Linked DNA regions of Ovis aries: region 2 is linked to region 1. A link is a contact called in public Hi-C data. All regions are on one chromosome and are shown on one strand. Each heading gives the region's core, a stretch centred on a gene start, on an enhancer-like site or on the middle of the called end of the contact. The rest is flanking DNA. Distances are from core to core; before and after follow the strand shown. Region 1 has its middle 62 kb from the start of CCN6. Region 2 overlaps FYN (FYN proto-oncogene, Src family tyrosine kinase).

Evidence for each region. A called contact is a pair of places that touch in the nucleus more often than the background predicts.
Region 2: a Hi-C map of muscle shows a contact between it and region 1, with 2.0 times the contacts expected there. The contact joins two enhancer-like sites. A contact is called at or near these places in 3 of 16 Hi-C or Micro-C datasets (blood, liver and muscle).

What each region holds. Positions count from the first base shown.
Region 1 is chr8:25,758,853-25,763,159 of ARS-UI_Ramb_v3.0, forward strand. No RefSeq gene overlaps it. Among named protein-coding and RNA genes, the nearest start is that of CCN6, 62 kb to the left of the region's middle. Within about 2 kb of position 2,504, at least 13 of the 54 cell types and tissues checked have an H3K27ac peak or open chromatin away from gene starts, as enhancers often do.
Region 2 is chr8:26,002,109-26,006,361 of ARS-UI_Ramb_v3.0, forward strand. The region is part of intron 3 of FYN (FYN proto-oncogene, Src family tyrosine kinase); the gene reads left to right. Among named protein-coding and RNA genes, the nearest start is that of FYN, 120 kb to the left of the region's middle. Within about 2 kb of position 2,838, at least 5 of the 54 cell types and tissues checked have an H3K27ac peak or open chromatin away from gene starts, as enhancers often do.

The sequences.
Region 1 (4,307 bases), core at 1,254-3,753:
GGACTCATAGAACCTTTGCCCTTCTGTGTCTTGCTTATCTCATGCTGTGTAGTGTCTTCAAGGTCCATCCACGCTACAGTATGTGTCAGAACCTCATTCCCCTCTAAGGCTGGATTGTTTTCCATTGTGTGTATAGATTACACGGTGTGTATCTGTTCATTTGTTGATGGATACATGGGTTGCTTCTACTTTCTTTTGGCTATGGTGAGTATACTATTATGAACATTGGTTTAAAAGTATCTCTTTGGGCCCCTGCTTTCAATTCTTTGGGATATATACCTAGGATTGGAATTGCTGGCTCATTATGGTAATTCTATTTTAACTTTTTGCAGAACTACCAAATTGGTTTCCACAGCAGCTATACCACTTTATAGTCCGACCAGCAAAGCACAAGGTTTCAATTTCTCCATGTCCTCACCAGCGCTTGTAATTTTCTAGGTTTCTGATAATGGCCATTCTAATGAGTCTAGAGGAGTATTTCATTGTGGTTTTTATTTGCATTTTCCTAATGATTAATGGTGTTGAACATCTTTTCATGTGCTTATTGACCATTGGTATATCTTTTGATGAAATGTCCATTCAAGTCCTTTACCCATTTTTGAATGACTTTAGAGGCAGTATGTTTCTGCTTCAGCTTGGCCACTTCCTACCTATGTGACCCTGAACTGGTTACATAATTTCTCTGTGCCTCGATTCTTCCACCTGTAAGGTAGAGAAAAGATCATTTACCCCATCAGTTCAGTTCAGTTCAGTCGCTCAGTCATGTCAGACTCTTTGTGACCCCATGAATCACAGCATGCCAGGCCTCCCTGTCCATCACCAACTCCCAGAGTTCACCCAAACTCATGTGCATCAAGTCGATGATGCCATCCAGCCATCTCATCCTCTGTCATCCCCTTCTCCTCCTGCCCTCAATCCCTTCCAGCATCAGGGTCTTTTCCAATGAGTCAACTCTTCGCATGAGATGGCCAAAGTATTGGAGTTTCAGCCTCAGCATCAGCTTTTCCAGTGAACACCCAGGACTGGTCTCCTTTAGGATGGACTGGTTGGATCTAATTGCAGTCCAAGGGACTCTCAAGAGTCTTCTCCACACCACAGTTCAAAAGCATCAATTCTTCGGTGCTCAGCTTTCTTCACAGTCCAACTCTCACATCCATACATGACCACTGGAAAACCATAGTCTTGACTAGATGGACCTTTGTTGACAAAGTAATGTCTCTGCTTTTTAATATGCTGTCTAGGTTGGCCATAACTTTCCTTCCAAAGAGTAAGCGTCTTAATTTCATGGTTGCAATCACCATCTGTAGTGATTTTAGAGCCCCCCAAAATAAAGTCTGACACGGTTTCCACTGTTTCCCCATCTATTTCCCCATAGCATTGAGCAATTTGTATCCATTACGCATTATGAACAGTGCTGTAGCTGGCACGCAGTCAGATTAGTCTTAGGAAGATATGAGGTGTCCAGGAGAGGAGAGAGACCCAAGGAGTGGGGAGCAGTCAGGAGACAGTGTCCTGCCACCAAGGTTGGTGGGAATAGCCTCAGTCATCTCATAGTCCAGCCTCTTTATGTAACAGGAGAGGAAAGAGACAAAAATGAAGCCCAAGAGTCCAGTGGCAAGAGAGGCTCTCAAAGCCTCCTCTCTAGAGTCCAAATCCTGGACTCTTCCCTTCTCTGCCTTTGTTTCATCCTACAGCATTTGTTAATGTCCTTGTGGGAAATGACTCAAACACCTTCAAAATCACCTGGACCTCCTCTTACTGGTATCACAAGCTGGAATCCATGGGCCTACAAAAGCTGTCAGTTTTGAGGCTGAAAGGGGAGCTGATATGAACAAGAGGTAGTGTCCAGAATTCCTCTTTGGAGAAAAGGACCCCTGGGCTCTCTCAGTGTTCAGGGTGCTCCAGTTTTCAGATGGCATCACAGCCTAGATCACCTGTGCCCAACCTTCCGCCTTACCTCCTGCATGTGTGGGAAGCCAGGTAGAGTAGAGACCAGGGGCCATGGGACCCCCACCCACCCACTCCACCCAGGGTCCAAGGGTGCAGGCAGCCTCACTCTTGTCAAATGGTGGTCTCACTGAACGGAAGACCTGCTTGACCTTGTGTAGCTCTGATTACTCTATGCCTACCTGCAAGGATGAAGATGCTGCCTCCCCACCCCCATGGTGCAGGTGACAGAAACTGTTGGATAAATGACCAGAAAATGAGCTGAGGTCACATGGTCTGCTGAAGGTTTTTACAGCACCTCAGACACAGAACTCCTCGCATTACTCCTTGTGCGTCAGTATAGGCTCATCTCACAGAGCCTGAAGCTGAAGTTCATTTCCGATTTCCTAAACTGTCCCGCCTCCAGCAGCAGAATCTGTTCATTTCAGCTTTAGGTACACCCAGCCGCCCCGCGTCTCTGTCTTAGATCCCGCCAATGTGCTTTCTCCCACCCGCTGCCCTAAACGACACAGCACCATGCGCTTCATCTCTGATGAAGCCACACGCCCCTCTGCGCGGTCTGTGTTCCAATGACTCACATCAAATTTCCTGTTTGGCTTCCTCTATAGACACACGGCTCCTGGTGTTTTCACTCTTCTTCTTGTGGTACATCCGGCCTAAAAACACTTATCGCACTTGTCAGTTTAGCAGCTGTACGTCTCTGCCCACACCACCCCAGGCAGAAGAAGATAGTTTCACATTTTAAACTGTTTTGATTATTTCTTCTTTCTTATATGTTTTCCTCTCTTCTTCTAGGATTAGTAATAGTGGCTTTTTACAACCCCAGGGTCCTAAATGCATCTGTAATAGACGGTCCAACAGGCAAGAAGCATGAACTGGCACCATCATAAGGCCGCCACCAGACAGGAGGATGAGGCCAAGGGAACCCAAGGGGCCCCAGGCACTACATAGCCATGGGGAGGAACACAGTACCACAAGGATAATTAACTCTGCCTGCAGAAGCCAGCCGTGGTATAAACCGGTGGTTGTCAAACTGTGTTCCCCAGAGGTTCCAAGACAGAGTTAGAAAGAGAACAGGGAGAGGTGGGCACTGGACCTTCTCCTGCTCAAACAGAGCAGCTCTGAAGTCCTAGGCTTCACACAAGCTTTTCCTTGGAAGAAGGCCATCTGTGGTCCCCAACATGCAAACCCAGCAGTGAACTTGGAAGGCTCCATCTCGGAAGGCAGGGCCTGGGTTCAACCTAGCTCTGCGGCCTTTGGCACAACATTGACCTTGAAGACTCCCTGCCATGGCTAGAATTGAAAGCTTTAGACAAGGAGATGGCCAAGGACCTTCCAGTTTGTTTGTTTTTTTTAATTGAAGGATAATTGCTTTATAGAATTTTGTTGTTTTCTGTCAAACCTCAACATGAATCAGCCATAAATATGCATATATTCCCTCCCTTTTGAACCTCTCTCCTATCTCCCACCCCATCCCACCCTTCTAGATTGATACAGAGCCCCTGTTTGAGTTTCCTAAGCCATACAGCAAATTCTCATTGGCTATCTATTTTACATATGGTAATATAAGTTTCCATGTTACTCTTTCCTTACATCTCACCCTCTCCTCCCCTCTCCCATGTTCATAAGTTTGATAATCTCCTCTCGAATGGTATTTGTAACCTTAAGGTGGCCACGTCAGTTTCAAGTCAGAAGGACTTGCAACTGAATTCCAGCTCTGTCCTTGGCAGCTGTTACCTGAGGCAAGACCTTCCCCTTGCCTGAATTTCAGGTCACCCTCCCCCGTGACCATGAAGTCAATGACTTTGCAGGTTATGGTGAGGATTAAAAGTAATACCTGGGGACTTCCCTGGTGGTCCAGTGGCTGACTCCACACTTCCAATGCAGGGGGCCCAGGTTTGATCCCTGACCAAGGAACCAGGTTCCACATGCCACAAACTAAGAATTCGTGTGCCACAGCTAAAAGATCATGAATGCCACAACTGAGATCCAGCACAGACAAATTAACTAATTAATTATTAACTTTAAAAATAACATCTAGAACTTTTCTTGGCTCAAAGTAGTTGTTTAGTAAAAGGTAGCTATGACCTACCATGATTGTTACACATTTCTATTAACTTCTTAGTGTTCAGAATTTGCCCTCTTTGTATCTGAATAGGGCTTCCCTGGTAGCTCAGCTGCTTAAGAATCTGCCTGCAATGCAGGAGACCCTGGTGTGATTCCTGGGTCGGGAAGATCTGCTGGAGAAGGGATAGGCTACCCACTCCAGTATTCTTGGGCTTCCCTGGTGGCTCAGCTGGTAAAGAATCTGCCTGTAATGCGGAAGACCTGGGTTTGATCCCTGGGTTGGGAAGATCCCC
Region 2 (4,253 bases), core at 1,588-4,087, 240 kb after region 1:
TGATAACAGGGAAATCACTGTTGTCAATTTTCTAAAGTTAAACCATCCTTGCATTATTGGTAAAAATCCAGTAGCCATGATATACTTTATGGATTGTTGGGTTGAGTTTGCTAAACTGTTTTCGGGCTTGTTTTGTTTGTATTTATCTCTGAGACTGGCCTGTAATTCTCCCTTTTTCCTACTGGCCTTGTCAGCTTTAGATGCAAAGGGCATGCTAGTGCTTCTCTGTTTTCTCCCTTTGAAACCCGCCTCTTTTTTCTGTAAAACCATCTGAACCTAGTGTTTCTTGGCTTTGTTTTCTTTGGCAGAGGGATGCGTAGATTTTTAAATGATGAGTCAAAGAATTTCTCTGAAATTTTTTATTTCTTAAGCTTAATGACATGCAATTGTTCATAGAATGTTGTTGTTTTTAATCTCTGCTGAACCTGTACTTACATTCTCTCTTTCATTCCTATTTCATTCCATGGTGATTTGTCTATTTTATTAATTTTTCAAAGAAACATTTTTTCCTTTGTTAATCCTTCCTAATGTATCTATATTTTCTGACTTTATTAATTTTATCCTTTGTTATTCCCTTTGTCTAGTTTCCTTGGATTTACGCTTACTGACTTTCTTACTTCTGGAGCTGGATACTCATTAATTATCTATCTTTTTTCTTTTTTAGGATAAGATTTAAGTATTTTCCTCTAAATACAACTTTATTAGAATCTGACAAGTTTTATTATAGAATATTTTCATCATCACTCAGTTCTAAGAATGTTATAATTACCATAGTTGTTTATTCTTTGATTCATGAATTATCAGCAGTGTCATTTTAAATCTTCAAACAAATGAGAGTTTTTAGTAATCATCTTGTTTTGGCATCTAACTTTAAAAATTTTCTTGTTGTTCAGAGAATGTTGTTAGTATGATACTAGTTTCACAAAATTTTTTGAGATTTGGTTCATAGTCTAGTATGTGATCAATTTTTTTGAAAAATTCCATGAAATGTTTTTTAAAAATGCATATTCTCTGATGGGACTGGGGGAGATAGAGTTCTAAATATACCCATTAGATTATGCCTCTTAATTGTATAGTTCAAAATTTTTATATACTTAATCAATCACTAAGAGAAGTATTGTTAAAAATCTCTCACTGTGTTTATAACGTTGTCCTTTTGATTCTGATGATTTGCTCTGTACATGGTTATATCCATTTACCGGAAAGAGTATTAAAGAGCTCTTCACTGGCGTTGTCCTCTTTGTCTCAGAACACAGATTCCTTCCTTAAGCGTCTAGGTTAATCCAACTTCTCAGAAGCCTTGCCCCCAAGGCATTCACCTTCTGATTACTTTCTTAGCCTCAACACTGGGATATTTCAAGGGGATCATAAAACCATAGAGCTGCTATGCTTGAAGGAGACTCAAAGTTCATCTAGTTCAACCAATATCTTTATCCAAATTCTTCTAGAAATCTCTAGTGTCAAAATACCTTCTACCAACTTTGGGAAGTTCTCATTATTAAAATGAGTCATAAGAAAATATCCCTTCTTATAACCACAAATCAGGTTTTTAAAGACTGCTTAAAATGTCTTCTTCTCTAAGCAAAGCAATTTTCATTTTTTTTATTAGTTTTTCCCCATACAATTCCCCATCCATCCAATATCTTAGTTACTGTTTTATGGACAAGTTCTGGATTCTATGTAGTCATGGCTTGAGAGATTTCAGATTTCACATACATATATACATGGGTGTTTGTGTACATGTGTTTTTAAGGAATATTTTATTGGATAATTTTTAAGGAAGCCCCTCAAGAAAACATCTTACATGGAGGTCAAAACCCACTGACCACAGTATGTAATGATTTCTCTCTCCCTCCCTCCCTCCCTCCCTTCCTCTCTCTCTCTCTCTCTCCCCCTCTCCCTCTCTCTCTCTTTCTCTCTCTCTCCCCCTCTCTCTCTCTCTCTCTCTCTCTCTCTCTCTCTCTCTCTCTCTCTCTCTCTCTCTCTCTCTCTCGGGAGGCCATTGTGATGAGATACCATGGCCCTTGCGTATTGTTCTAGGCATGTGCTTAATGCAAGAGTGTGTGCTTAGAATCAAGGCCCATGTGGTCCTTTTCTGAAGGCCGCTCTGCGTAAGGAAGGAGAATAACACACAGGAGCAAATTTCCTGTTTAAAAAAAAATCCAACTTTGTTTAGAAATTAGCCAGCATGATTTCTGTGTTTCTAATGGAGAACCCTTCTTCTCCCTTTCTAAGGGAGAAGGAAATGGCAACCCAATCCAGTATTCTTGCCTGGGGAACCCCCATGGACAGAGGAGCTTGGTGGGCTACAGTCCATAGGGTCATGAAAGCGTCAGACACGACTGAGGGACTAAACAGCAGCAATGAAGAACAGGGGGAGACTTGCCCTTCATTTGCTGACATAAAGTAAGTGTTGGTTTGGAAGTCCAAGTCCACAGTTTATACACTGAGGGAAGGTAGTAAAAGGTGTCAGAAAATCTCCTCCCCATGGGAACAGTACCCTATTGTGCTTGCAAAAGTTGGCTGTAAGTCATGAGCACTCCACCCGCTTGCCCTCAGCATCCTCTCCAACCACCAAGAAAGCACAGTCCCCTTGGGACCCAGGACTGTTCAGGAGGTTGAAGAGTCCCACCTTCAGACAGACAGTGCAGGTAGTATCTTAACCTTTCTTAGCAATGTATTTAAGAAGGAATACTGAGACAATGTTGCCCTTTTAACTTGGTCTCTTGTGGCACCGAGTATTTCATTATGATTGCAGTTTAAATACTCCAAGTTCAGACTAGCTCAGAATGGGTAACAGCAGCCTCCTGTGGTTTAGCACCCCTTAATTGTGGTCTGTTAACCTCCTTAGCTCAGCCTCACTAAGGGAGGACCTCCACGGTAACCAGCAAAACCTCTCTCCTTGGTTAAGTCAAGCTAAGTTTGTGAAGCAACATTACCCAACATACTTATATCAAAAGCACCCACATTTCTAAATATTCTTGGAACCTCAACTTAAGTGCTACCAGATTTCATGCTATTTTTCAGTAAATACCTCATTAGGTCACACTGGCTTTTAAGCAGGCATATCAAACAATTGACTCAAATTGAAATTATTTTCAGCACACACCACCCCCTCAGTCTTTTTCACACATGCTGCTGCTAAACCATACCCCTCATCCTGCCCTATGCAACATTTTTTTCCTTCACTAATTTTTATCATCTCAGTTCTGGCCTATTAGTTACTCTAACCCATCAAGATATTTTTGTGTCTTGAGCTTATCACCTGCAACATTTCTATCCCTCCCAAAGTTCACTTCATCTGAGCATTTTGTCAAGCAGATTTTCCCTATCTTCATCTAAGATGTTGGCAAGGTTAAAGATCTCAGGCCCTGTGTTATATCCCTGAGGTCATCTTCTAGGTAGATGACCAATGATCAATGCCATTAGCTGTCCTGATAGCCAGCCCACATTTTTCTACCTTGTTCCTCAAGGATTATGAAAGGTCTTTTGGATGTTAGATTACTGAGATTCATAAAGAACCACATTTCTCTGATTCCTGTCAAAACAGAAAGAGGGCTGACTATGCGTCCTCTGAAATCATCCTTTATGAAGGGTCAGATCAGACCAAATGCTGAAACACTGTAGTAGGAATACCTAATTGGCTTTTGTTGTTTTTTACATCTAGCATTCCTAGACACTTTTTCCATAGAACCAGTGTTTTCATAAGATCAATCGAGGTTGAGATTTCAAATATGGAAATGGGATTGAATTTCACCCAAAGCTATTTTTGCTGGCATTCAGGTTAACAATATCGCTCACTTATGCTTAACTGTAAAATACTGGAATGTGTCAACTAGAATGTTAAAAATGAACTATACTTCCCAGTCCCATTCTACCAGTTATCAGCTCTGTCTATCGCTCCATCCTTCCCTCGCCCCCAGCTTCCTAAATCAAGATTCATTCATTAACATGGCCTATACCACTAAAACCTCTTCCTAGCTGTGCGTCCCTCATCCAGGAGCTCCCTGGACTGGGCCACCCTGCAGAGAGCTATCAGACCAAGTCACGCTAGCTCAGAGCTCTTCAGGGCTTCTTTCACGCTCCAGATTGAGTGCGTCCCTCTCCCTTGGCTGGCGATCTGCACTTGGCAGCAACCTCCCCATACCTCAGACCCTGCGCCACCTAGTGGATCCATCACTCTTCCCTAATAAATGTCTTTCATGCCCCTCTGACTCCTTGATGCCCATCTTTGCTCTAAAAGTCCCAGAGGC